Regions from separate parts of the Ovis aries genome. Here region 2 is linked to region 1. A link is a contact called in public Hi-C data. All regions are on one chromosome and are shown on one strand. Each heading gives the region's core, a stretch centred on a gene start, on an enhancer-like site or on the middle of the called end of the contact. The rest is flanking DNA. Distances are from core to core; before and after follow the strand shown. Region 1 holds the start of IGSF8 (immunoglobulin superfamily member 8). Region 2 holds the start of DCAF8 (DDB1 and CUL4 associated factor 8).

The links. Hi-C and Micro-C count contacts between places; a contact is called where the count stands out from the background.
Region 2: a contact with region 1 is called in a Hi-C map of liver, with 2.5 times the contacts expected there. The contact joins the promoter of DCAF8 here to the promoter of IGSF8 in region 1. A contact is called at or near these places in 3 of 16 Hi-C or Micro-C datasets (hypothalamus, liver and tail adipose tissue).

The regions. Positions count from the first base shown.
Region 1 is chr1:111,127,308-111,133,608 of ARS-UI_Ramb_v3.0, forward strand. IGSF8 (immunoglobulin superfamily member 8) reads right to left here and starts at 3,837. Exons shown (of 7, transcript XM_027976987.2): 1 at 3,626-3,837; 2 at 289-666. The coding sequence starts at 3,680.
Region 2 is chr1:111,285,595-111,291,895 of ARS-UI_Ramb_v3.0, forward strand. It overlaps DCAF8 (DDB1 and CUL4 associated factor 8), which reads right to left and starts at 2,576. Exons shown (of 15, transcript XR_006061319.1): 1 at 2,364-2,576; 2 at 1,387-1,459.

The DNA of each region.
Region 1 (6,301 bases), core at 2,587-5,086:
TCATTCGGCTGTGTCTGACCCTGTGTGACCCCATGGACTGTAGCCTGCCAGGCTCCTCTGTCCATGAGGATTCTCCAGGCAAGAAGACTGGAGTTGGTTGCCATGCTCTCCTCAATAAGAGCTGTGGACTGGAATGAAGAGTTCTGGGTTAGAGTCCCAGGCCAGTCACTAATTTGCACAAAGTCAAATTAGGGGACCTCCTTGGACCTCAAGTCCCTCTTGAGTTGCGGCTGGCCCTGACTTCCTGCCTTTGGGAGAGAGTGGCCCCACCCTCTCAGGGCCCAGTACCTCTCAGTTCCACTTTGCCGCTGTAGCTGCCCAGGTAGCGGGCATCAGTGGAGGGTGTGTAGCATTCGTAAATGCCAGCATCCTGGGCCTGCAGGCGGGAGATCCTGAGCACCGCGGCATCACCCTGCAGACGCTGCACCTGAACCTCGCCAGCTGCCACTCGGGGCCCAAAGATGGCGTAGGAGAACCGGGTGTCCCTGGTGCTGACAATGCCCAGGGCAGCCTCTGGGGCCTCGGGCCTGTACAGGAACCACTCGAAGTCCTGCTGGGCAGAGCCCTCGTAGCCACTGACATTGCAGGAGATGGAGACGGCAGTGCCAGCCACGCGGTACAGGGGCCCCTGAGGGACCAGCACTTCCCGGGCACAGCACCCAATTCCTACGGGGAAGGACGAAGTTAGGCACGCCTGGGTCCTCACTGCATCCCCCCAGCACCCGCATCATCCTTGCTGCCTGCTTGTGAAAGGAAAGGAAACCCGAGGACACTCGGTGTACAGCTTGGGCCCCGTTCTGAGAACCAGGAAAGGATGCTGGGAGGCAAGACACCTGGGTCTCAAGGAGGTGGTGGGAGAGAGCCGGTTAGCCTCAGAACACAGAATCATCCCTGTTCCTGGCAGGCCAGAAGCAGAGCAGCTAAGTGAAGGAAGGGGTGTATCTGCTTTCTGATTTAACCATTGCTTGATTCCAGCTGCACCTCCCCTTATTACCCCACTCTTCTGTCTGCGGACCAGGTGAGCCTTCTAGCTAAGGGATCCTGAGACCACATGTCCCCCTCCTTTATTTAAAAGGAGCTGGAAAAACTTTGATCAGAAGGGCTGGTTGGCCCAGCTGTGTCACCTGGGCCAGGGGACTCCAGACAATGGAGCCACTGGCCCGGGCAGGAGAGGGTACAGGCCCTGTCAGTTCTCACCACAGCATCCCTCCCCCCTCTCCAGCTGTGTCATGAGCTCACTGCTTCTCCGCCCTCTGGGGCTGCCGAGGCAGCTGAGGCTCATGGGGCAAGAACCAGCCTCTGCCCTGGGCTCTGGGGGCAGAGGCTCCCCTCCCCCACCAGTGCCTGCCAACCTTCCCCGAAGGCCCAGCTGACACACAATCCTCCCCCCACCCCCTAAACAAAAGCCTTAATTTGCATATAGTGTGCATTCATTTACATACGGCTCGCTTTCTGTAGGGAGGCTGTAACGACCACCACCCAGCCCCCAACCCGCCCTCACGGTTGTCCCCTCCCATCTTTCTCTACTCAGAGAGGCCAAAACTCTTCTTCACCCCACCCTCACCCCTAGCCTGCCCTCAAAGGGTAGCCCTGTGGCCTTGGACGGCTCAGCTTCTTCTTCTGTCTTTCCACAGCCCCAAATCACAGAATCTCAGGACACAAGGAGGGCTGGGTCAACTCTCTACCTCCATCTTACAGATGAGAAAGGTAAGGTATGAGAAGTAGAATGTCTTGGCCAAGTTCCTACTATCCTTGGCTGGCCAGAGGCAATGGGAACACACAAGGGGAGGCCTGAGGGCAATGGCCTCACCAAGCAGAGCATCACTCCAGGGACAGACCCTAACCTTTCTGCAGGGGCGGGAGGAAAACACCTAGTCTGTAGTCAGACTGTCCTCCAGAAGCCCTCCCCATAGCTCCGTCTTCTCCCTGCGGCTGAGTCATGGGGAGACCTCGTGGCTGCTCAGTTAGAGCACAGGCTGGGAGTCTGGAAGCCGAAGCCGAGTTCCAGCTCCATGCCCAATCCCAGCTGTACCCTGTGGACTAGCCCCATCCACACTACACTGGAGGAGAGCTAGGAGCTCTCCACTTTGACAGGGAGATAGCCTGTGACTCAGAAGGGCCCTGCCTCAGGGCATTTCATAATCAGCATGACGGAGCTGGCCTAGGGGCAGACTCTGCTCAGGAGGGCCCCCTCCCATCTTCCTGGCTCCACAACTGCTGATGCTTGGAGATCCCCATGGGAAAGTCACCCTCACCGCCTTGGGAAACCAGCTGCCAGGGAGCTCTCTCCAGGCCCCCTCCTGTGGGTTAGCAGAGAAGGAAAGGAGAGCATAGAGACCTGCTTCGGGTCTCTGGTGTGGGTTCAAATGCAAGCCCCAACACTCACTCAGTGTGTTCTCTGGGGCAAGTTATTTCATTTTCCTCACCTTCAAAGTAACAGTAAGTGCCCGCATCCAGGACACTCAGATCCCACAGACTCTCTTATCTCTCTGCGCCACACTTACCCTGGGCTCCTCTCCGCGCCACGCTGCCCACTGGGGAAAAGAGGCCCAGTGCTAGGTAACCAGGGCCCACAGCTCCCTGCTCTGTATGGCCCCGCCTAGCGCCCCAAGGAGAGGACTCATTCTAGTCCCACAGGGCCCCGGGACCTATGCAGTACAGGGAGGCCGCTTGGCTCTGAGATGGAGCGCTGGTCTAGAAACAGGCGGCTAGGGCTACGTCAGCCTCTGCCTTAACTATGGCAGCTCTGAATCCGGGCACCAAAGCCACCCCCTCGCCGCCCTCTGTTCTGATTTCAAGGGTTGCAGTCTCCTGAGTCTGTGTAGGCAGCCACCGTCCCATCCTCCTCCCCAGGCCAGCCCTACAGGGAGCCCTCCAGTCCACACCCAGAACATTCCCACTGTCACTCCCTCATGCAGCCTTGCAGCAGTGGCTCAGACAGCCCACCGTGAACACCCACCACAACAGACACGGGGTGCTTGGGGGTCTCAGCATCAGTCTCCAGGGAGCCTGGTTTCTCCTGAGGCACGGAGGCTGGGACTAAGGGGGTGTGACAGCTGGTGGGAGGCTACAGAGACAAGTGCTATCTGAGAGACCCGACCCAGGATGAGGCTGACGCGTCAGATAATGAAGTTGGAGAGGGGGATGCAATTAGGGGAGACTTACTTCAAAAGATCGTGGGCAGAACGGGCCCCTGGGCCTCCAGCCAACTCAGGCGATTATGAAGATGGCCAGGCACTGCCCACGCAGGGCGAGTACCTAAGGCCGGGCCTGAAGCTGAGTGTGAGGCAGACAGGAGTCGCAGCGCCCCCCGGACCTGAGTGTGCCAGCAGGGAAGCAGGACCCGGCCCCCGGAGGCCTGGCGGTCCCTGGGGACCGCACTTTGGTAGGTCCAAACTGTGTCCCAGCCTAGGGCCTAGAACTGGGGAGCCTCATCACCCCCGCAAGACTGGCTAGGCCGGCGGCCACAGAGGGAAGCTGGACGCCAGGCCCGGGAAGGCTGGAGGCGCCGCTGAGGGAGAAGGGGCTACCAGGGGCTCCGAAATGCTGGGGTGACGACAGGGCTGAACAGATAGCAGGCACCTGCCGGGCGGGGCTGGGAGCTGGGGCGGGGGGCCGGGCTTACCCAGCATTAACAGCAGCAGCGGCGGCGGCGGCAACTTGGGACCGAGGGCGCCCATCCTGCACAGCCGGCTCTAGGAAGGCTCTGGGGGGCGGCGCGGGCTCTGGGTGACCAGGGGTTCGGGGGGCGCATGCCCGGGTGGGGGTCACGAAGCGGAGCTGCGAGGCGTGGGTGCGCGGAGCGGAGCTGAGCTAAGCGGGAGCTGCCAAGTCCCCGCCCTCTTCCCTCCTCCCTCTCCCCTCCTCCTCGCCACCTCCTACTGCTTTCCCTCCCGCCTAGGCTACTAGGAAGACCGTTCCCGCCCCGCGTTGCCCCGACGCCTCCCAGCCTTGCCCAGGCCCCGCCCCGGCCCTGGGCTGCTGGCCCCAGTCTGGCCCCGCCCCGGTCCCCAACTCCGCCCCAACCCCTTCCGACCCTGGCCCCGCTCAGGTCCCCGGGTTTGTCCCGACAGGGTCCTGGACCTCGGCCCCGGCTCTGCCTGCCCCAGTCTCCGCCCCGACCTCAGCCTAGGCCCAGCCCGGGTGCGGCTCGGGTACTCGGCTCCGCCCAGACCCCGGCCCAGGCCCGCCCCCCTCAGCCCTGGCTCCGCCCCGACCCCGGTCCGCGGGCTGGAGGCACAGGAGCTTGGCCAAGTCCCCACAAGCTCCGCAGAGTGCACAGGTGCCCTGCACAGTCTTGTTTTTCTCCGAGAGTTAGATGCTAGGGCCCTGGGACGGGCGAAGTGACTGTGCCTTCGTATTTAGAACCTGGCTATTTACTCTGGACCTCTAGGCCTCGCCGCAAATCCTGCTGAAACGGGAAAGGGCGGATCTAAACGTAGCGGAACTAGGAGGACCTGAGCTGAAGGGCTTTACCCGGCTCCACAGGGTCACTGAAGACCTGTTTGCCACCCCCTCGGGGCAGAACAAGAGGAAGAGAGTTAGGAGGCTGGGCCGTCTGGGTGCCGTCGCTTCCTGGCTGGCAATCCTGGTCAAGTAGCTTAACATCCTTCCACTTTTCTTGTTGGCAAATTGAAATGAATGACATCCACCCCAAAGGATTTTTGTGACAATTGAGATAATGTACAGAAGGTGTCTGGCACAGAATACACTACATAGGAGATGCTGCTGCTGCTGCTAAGTCGCTTCAGTCGTGTCCGACTCTGCGACCCCATGGACGGCAGCCCACCAGGCTCCCCCGTCCCTGTGATTTTGCAGGCAAGAACACTGGAGTGGGTTTCCATTTCCTTCTCCAATGGATGAAAGTGAAAAGTGAAAGTGAAGTCGCTCAGTCGTGTCCGACTCTTAGCAAACCCCGTGGACTGCAGCCTACCAGGCTCCTCTGTCCATGGGATTTTCCAGGCAAAAGTACCGGAGTGGGGTGCCATTGCCTTCTCCGAAATAGGAGATGGGGGAGGGGTAAATTATTACAAACGTTTGCTAAGAGATTTAGTTCAGACCTAAAGAGGGGGTGATCCTGGGGTTTAGGTGAAGGAGTCTCTAGTTCCAGTGAAAGACCAGGGTGGGGCCAGACCAGGAAAAGGGACAACCAGGCCTGCTAAGCTAAGGCTGTCAGAGTGGCCGTCCATGGGGGGGTGACCCCAAAGCTCATCTAGCGCCTTCATCCTCAGAATTTCATCTGTTCCCACTCATTGCCCCCAACCCTTCCTTTCACTCCTTACTCCCTTTTACAGAGGAGGAAATGGAGGCCCAGAAAGAGGAAGTGGCACAGGCCAGACAACCTTCCTTGATTTTGTCTTCTCAGAGTCTGGCATAGAGTCTAGATCAGAGGAGGTGCTCAGCTGAAGCCACATTAGGAACCCTAGAGAGACTGGAGAAATTCTGAGACAGAATCCTGGGGACCATTGCGGGAACCAGAGGTCCAGCCCTCCCTCTCAATACTTCCAGTTCTGCCCCAAGAATAGGGCAGCAGGGTGCCTTTTCCTTCACACTTTATCATATCTACAGCCTGAGGTCTCCAGACTCATTTTATCTAAATGCATCCACAGGCCAGGCTGAATTATGTGAAAACTGAAATGTGTCGGGAAGCTTTTGGAGAAAAGCCACACTCCCTTTATTTGGGAGTGGAGTGGACATGACGCGTTTCTGATGCTTGAGAGATGAGAGATGTTGCCAAACATCATTATCATCACAGATGCAATTTATGGGACGTGTTGATCTTAAAGATAACAAGGTCTTAAGCTACAAAAATGAGTTTATCCAGGAATAGCAGAGGAATTACAATTCAAGAGACACAAACTATGCTGAACCATAGGCATGTTGGAGAAAAGAGAAGCTCAGCTTTCATAAGCAAAAGCTTTCATCTTAAGGAGGAAACGAGAGGGCAGATTTCTTTTTCATTTTCTGTAAGCGGTGAACAGCTTGTCATTGCTGAGTCAGAAGGAAACCATTTCTCCTGTTTGGGTGGGATCTGTAAGCTATAGTTATGTGCGTAAGAGCCGTCTCTTCATGGCTTCCTGACTCCATTTGGACTTAGGTGTCCTTTGTTCATTTTCACATTTTCCCCTTTTGATCAAAATATTTCCCTGAAAGTGTCTCATTGAGTCAACATTCTATTAGGTGCTTTGTTTTCTGCAGAGGTTGGACAGGAAACAGTTGCAAAATTTTTAAATTATACAAAGCAAAATTGAAAGTGGCTTTGTTTGTATGATGCTTTTAAATCATGACCCTAAAGTAGTCA
Region 2 (6,301 bases), core at 1,326-3,825, 160 kb after region 1:
AAAGACACTACATCAACATCTAATATTCCTGCTGTTCTCTGGTCTTAAACTCCCACCAGAATGACCTGAATCACGATCAAAAGGCAACCCTAGGTGGGCACCTACAAAGAACACATCTAAGCTGGCCAATTAAACATGAATCTGAAAAAATTACCAGGAAAACATGTTCAAAACTAAAATGCAAAGAGGAGGACACTAACGTACAACTTATTTAAAGCTATATCAATGATGTATAAAGAAAAATTTTTCAGTGTCTATCTTGTGCTAGGCATAATATAAGACCTTTATATGAGTTTCCTCACACAATACCGACAATGACTCTAGGACATAAGCTGTATTATCCCACTCACAGAGATGTGGACATTAAGAAAAGACTCAGAAAAGTTTAAGGACTTGCCCAAGGTCACATGGCTAATAAATCTTAGTACAATATTTAAACCCAGACCTATCAAGTTCTAAAGACTGTATTTTTATCTGATTGATACACACACATCCTGCCAATTACCTTATTTCAGCTCCTAATAAGCCATTTCTACACAGAACACCAAGTGGAATAAAACTCACCAGTGTCACACTCAACCTCTTCCTACTACAAATCATAAACATATTAAGAATCAGCCAGGTCTACCTTCCAGAGCCACTCAGCTCTTCCATCACATCCCATGAAACTCAACCATAGTACTATTCTCTGCTACCAGGAATCCAAAATCTTTACAAAAATTACATTTGCCAGTAGTATGTCCTAACTCCCTCTGTGGCACTGGCCCATGCTGCTGAATGCATAGGATGATTCCTCTGCTAAATAAGAACTCCTCAGACCAGATATAAAAGAGCACCAGTGTTTTGTGGGGTCTTTTTTCCACTCAAAATTTACCATGAAGTCCTGAAAAGCAGAATTCTAAGGTGGATGAACTCAGACACCAACAAAAGGCAGTATCACTCAGGATTCACTAGCTTTTAGTTAAAAGTGGCTAAATGTTCCCCTAAATAGCAAGAAATGACAATCCAAAGCCCTAAGAGGCAAAGAGAACTGATTTGACAAAGGGCTAAAGAGAACTCTGGCAAACTAATTCCCAGCTTTTAACAGTGTAAGAAATACGATCTGCACAAAGGCAAAACAGGGAGGCAAATGAAGATACATTCACTTCTAGGCTTAACTGGAGTCATGTGAAGATATGCAGCAACCATTTAGGATAGAAAGTCAAGAAGCCTAGAGTCAATTAAACTTGCAAAAGTAATTTTACCAGAGGTGGAACAAAGCCAAGAACAATACCCCAACTCTCTGGAAACAGTGGCAGGAATTTTATGACTTTAGTGGTCAACACTTGAGCACCAGGGTAGGGTATGTCTTGAACTCGAATTTAATAGCCTTCAACTCCTACTCACCTTTCCTCCTTTATCACTGAAGTAGGGTCAGGCTGAGCTCCTGAGAAAATAGGTCTGCAGATTCACTGAAGGACTGAGAAAAGTTAAAGTTTAAATGGCAAAGGTGTCTCTTCTACTAAACATAATAAAAAAATTGTAACATAATAAAAAAAAGTATTAATACATGCTAGTATTTTTCAGACCTCCTCGAACTATTTAGAACCACAGAAATTTATCTGTTACTAAAGAAGTAACTTTCAAACATTGTTACAGAAATGAAATGAACCAGGCAAGTCATCTCCCAGTTCTGCTAAAATGTAAAACTCATTGGAAAGTAAAAGCTGAATCTTTTCAAAGCTAACCCATAAGCAAACCTCTCAACAAGCAGCCACAGGGCAGGGGGGAAATCCCGCAGAGAGCGTGATCGCGCTGGTGCCGGTTTGTTTACAGACTCCAGCAGCAATCGCATGAGTCAGAAATTCAAACCACCAGATGCTTTCCAACTAACAGGGACAAACGGCACCGTTCTAGGGTGTCCTCAAAGATTTAGGGGTGAAGGGAGGCAGACTACGAGAATTACATTACAAAGCGGACAGGAAAAGACGGCAACAACTGACTCCCGGGTTCTTGAACCTCGGCCTTCCGTACAAGGTGCTGGGCCCGAGAACTCGAGATGGGGGAGGGGGGCACACTGCGCGGTGGCCCCGAGGTTACGGGAGAACTCGAGGGGCGCCGCGTCCCTCAACCTAAAGGTGGGGGGGGGGAGCGCACACAAATGGGTCACCCGATGAAGCAAGAGGTCCTGCAGATTGTGGGGCAGGCTCCTAGGGGCAACCCTGGGGCTGACCTGAGGGAAGGGCAGCCAGTCCTCCCAGCGGTGACTCGGGTCATGGGGAGAAGACCTGAGCCCTGGGAGCTTGGGAAAGGAGTCAAACCCATCCTGGAGGGGTCTGGGCCAGGGGAGAAGGGGTCAGGCCAAGCCGGAACGAGACACGGACCGGGTAGGTCAAGGGGGGGGGGGATGTCCGGCTGGGGCAGTTACAAGCACGGGAGCCGGCGAGGCTCAGCAGCCCGCTTCCCGTCTTGGGTCATCCTTCTGCCAGCGGCTGCTCCAACTGTTCCGGGCCCAGCCGCCCCGTCCACTGCCGCCACCAACGCCGCCGCCATCTTACACTGGCCAGCGGCCGCCACCACCACCGCCTCCGCTCTCTGCGCTTGCGCCTGCGCCGCCACGCTTTCCGGCCCCTTTGCGACGCTGTGCTGGAGAAGGCTGAGGGAAGAGTGGTCGCGCGAGCTCTCGGCTCCCAACCCTCCTCGAAGGACGCATAGGGGGCGGGGCTTAAAGTCAACGGAAAACGGAGCGAGGGGCGCGTGCGCATTACTGCGAAGGGAAAGTTGCTTTTCGTAGTTTTACTGGGGTTCACTTTCCTTGTGATACTCAAAAGATAGACGGCCTCCCAGAATTGTGTTGGAGATCAACTTCATTTCTAACAGGCTGGCAGGCAACCTTCTGAACCTCCATTTTCCCCCGTTTTTGAATACTTGGAACAAGCAGCTGTCTCTAGATTTCTTCTGAAACCCCATTTCCTTTGAGGACCTTGTTAAGTGGTTTCTATACCTCTGAGAGCTATTTACCCCTGGGAGCCTCTATCTTTTAAGAAGCCTGAGGTGCAGCTAAGCTATTCAAGAGGCTCTCTGAAGCAGGGTAGTGCGTTGAAGACTCCCAAGAATGGGACTGGAGGTATTCACTCTGCCTACTTCTGACACCTGAAGGAAGCGTGCAGAAGATCCGTGAAAAGGTTACACCCAGCTGCCAGGCCGGGGGTGAGGGGTGGGGCGAGGGTGACCAGAAGGCCCAGGGTGCAAGGCTCCTTGTCATCTCTTCTACCGCTACATTCCTATTATAAGTCATTATTATAATACGTGGACTTTTGCAACAGATGCCAAGCTGGTTTGTCTACTTCCATTATTGCCCTACTAGTTAAATAAAGGCAGTCAGACTGACCTTTTAAAATGTAAGCCCAGAGCACTCGCTCAAAAGCTTCCCATCACACAATAAAAATAAAAATGCTCAAAAGGACCTCCAAGGAAAGCCCTACATGATACTGCACCTATTTCTCTGATTTCATCTTCTCCCATACTACTTAGCTTTAACCCTGCTCTAGCCCTTTGGCCTTCTTGTTGTCACTCTTGACCAAAGTATGAAGAGCCCCAGGGCTTTTGCACTTGTTCCCTCTTCTTGGAATGTTCACCTACCCGATCTTTACTAGACTTGTTCTGTCCACTTAATCAGATCTCTACCCAAATACTCCTTCCTCAGAGAGACAACTCAACCATTCCAGCTATAATAGTATCCTACACTATCATCATCCTCTGTCTTTTCACTCTGCATTTTATACCGTTTTTTACATATACTATTTAACCTCTAATTATATATTTGTAATCTATACTACTAGAATATAAGCTCTATAAGGGTAATGGCTATGTCTTTTTCATCTTCATAACCCCATTACCTAAGAGGACTTAGAACACAAAGTTAACTATCTAATGCCTTAACATTCTATTCATTCTTTCATTCACTCCATCAACAACTGTTCAATTCCTGCTACATGTAAGGCCTCTTCTTACTGAGGTAAGGTACTGAGGCTGCAGGAGTGAATAAAACAAACCAAGATTCCAACATTCGTGGAACTTACTAGTGCAGGGTTGGGAGTGTAGGGGGAAAAGAGGGCCATGCAGACAATATTAAATATTAAATGTAAAGAAAAATAAAGCAAGGTAAAAGTGGGTTACCTAAGTAGGTGTGCTCTTTTACATATGTGGTTAGGGAAGGCACCTCTGCTGAGGTGACATTTAATAGAGATGAGGGCTTCCTTTATAGCTCAGTTGGTAGAGAATCCGCCTGCAATGCAGGAGATCCCAGATCAATTCCTGAGTCAGGAAGATTCGCTGGAGAAGGGATAGGCTACCCATTGCAGTGTTCTTGGGCTTCCCTTGTGGCTCAGCTGGTAAACAATCTGCCTGCAATGCGAGAGAACTGGTTTTAAGCTCTGGGTTGGGAAGATCCCCTGGAGAAGGGAAAGGCTACCCACTCCATGATTCTGGCCTGGAGAATTCCATGAACTGTACAGTCCATGGGGTTGCAAAGAGTTGGACACAACTGAACAATCGACATGACTGAGCAACTTTTACTTCACTTCACTTCAAACTACTATCCACATAATGATGATTCCCATGTATTTATTTCCAAACCGGACTTCTCCTTCAAGTTTTAGACTGACACACCTGACAGCCAATGGCACTTTTTAAAACACAGCTTTATTGAAATGAAATTCACATACCATACAATTTCACTCATTTAAAGTGTTCAATTGAATGGCTTTGGGTACATTCACAGATATATGCAAACATAACAACAGTCAATTTTCAATAATTTTCATCGCCTAAAAAAACCCACAAGAACCCAGTTTCCTTTAGGTATCACCTCCCACCCCCATCTCCCATCCCCCTCCAACTCTAAGAAACCACTAATCTGTTTTATCCCTATAGATTTCTCTATTCTAGACTTTCATATGAATGGAATCATATAGTATGTGGCCTTTTGTGACTGGCTTATTTCACTTAGCAATGATTCCAAAATTCACCCATTGTATAGAATGTAACAGTACTTCTTTTAAAACAAATATTCCATTGTATACTTTCAACCATTCATCTGTTGATGGATGTTAGTGTTGTTTCTACCTTTCAGCTATTAGAAAAAATGCTGCTATAAAAATGTATATACAAGTTTTTGTTTGGACATATGTTTCATTTCTTTGGGGCATATACTTAGGAATTAAATTGCTGGGTCATATGGTTAACTCTATGTTTAATCATTTGAGGAACTGACAGTGCTTTTTGAAGCTGTTGTACCATTTTACTTTCACACCAGCAATGTATAAAGGTTCCAGTTTTTTCCCATCTTTACCAATGTTTAATAATTTTTTGATTCTAGACATCCTAATGGGTTTGAAGTGATTTTTGATTTGCACTTCACTCCTTGGAAGGAAAGTTATGACCAACCTAGATAGCATATTGAAAAGCAGAGACATTACTTTGTCAACAAAGGTCCGTCTAGTCAAGGCTATGGTTTTTCCAGTAGTCATGTATGGATGTGAGAGTTGGACTGTGAAGAAAGCTGAGCACAGAAGAATTGATGCTTTTGAACTGTGGTGTTGGAGAAGACTCTTGAGAGTCCCTTGGACTGCAAGGAGATCCAACCAATCCATTCTAAAGGAGATCAGTCCTGGGTGTTCTTTGGAAGGAGTGATGCTAAAGCTGAAACTCCAGTACTCTGGCCACTTCATGCGAAGAGTTGACTCATTGGAAAAGACTCTGATGCTGGGAGGGATTGGGGGCAGGAGGAGAAGGGGACGACAGAGGATGAGATGGCTGGATGGCATCACTGACTCGATGGACGTGAGTCTGAGTGAACTCCAGGAGTTGGTGATGGACAGGGAGGCCTGGCATGCTGCAGTTCATGGGGTCGCAAAGAGTCGGACACGACTGAGTGACTGAACTGAACTGAACTGATGACTAACGATGTCAAACATCTTTTCATGTGTTTATTGCTCATTTTTGTTTTTGTTTTTTTTTTTTGGAGAAATGTCTATTCAAGTCCTCTGCTCACTTTTTAAAATAGGTTGTTTTTCTTTTGAAAACCCACTCCAGTATTCTTGGGCTTCCCTGGTGGCACAGCTGGTAAAGAATCCGCCTGCAATGTGGGAGACCTGGGTTCAATCTCTGGGTTGGGAAGATCCCTTGGAGAAGGGAAAGGCTACCCACTCCAGTATTCTAGCCTGGAGAATTCCATGGACTACAGTCCAGGGGGTCGCAAAGAGTCGGACATGACCAAGGGACTTTCACTTTTCTTAAAAAACAACAACAACAACTTATT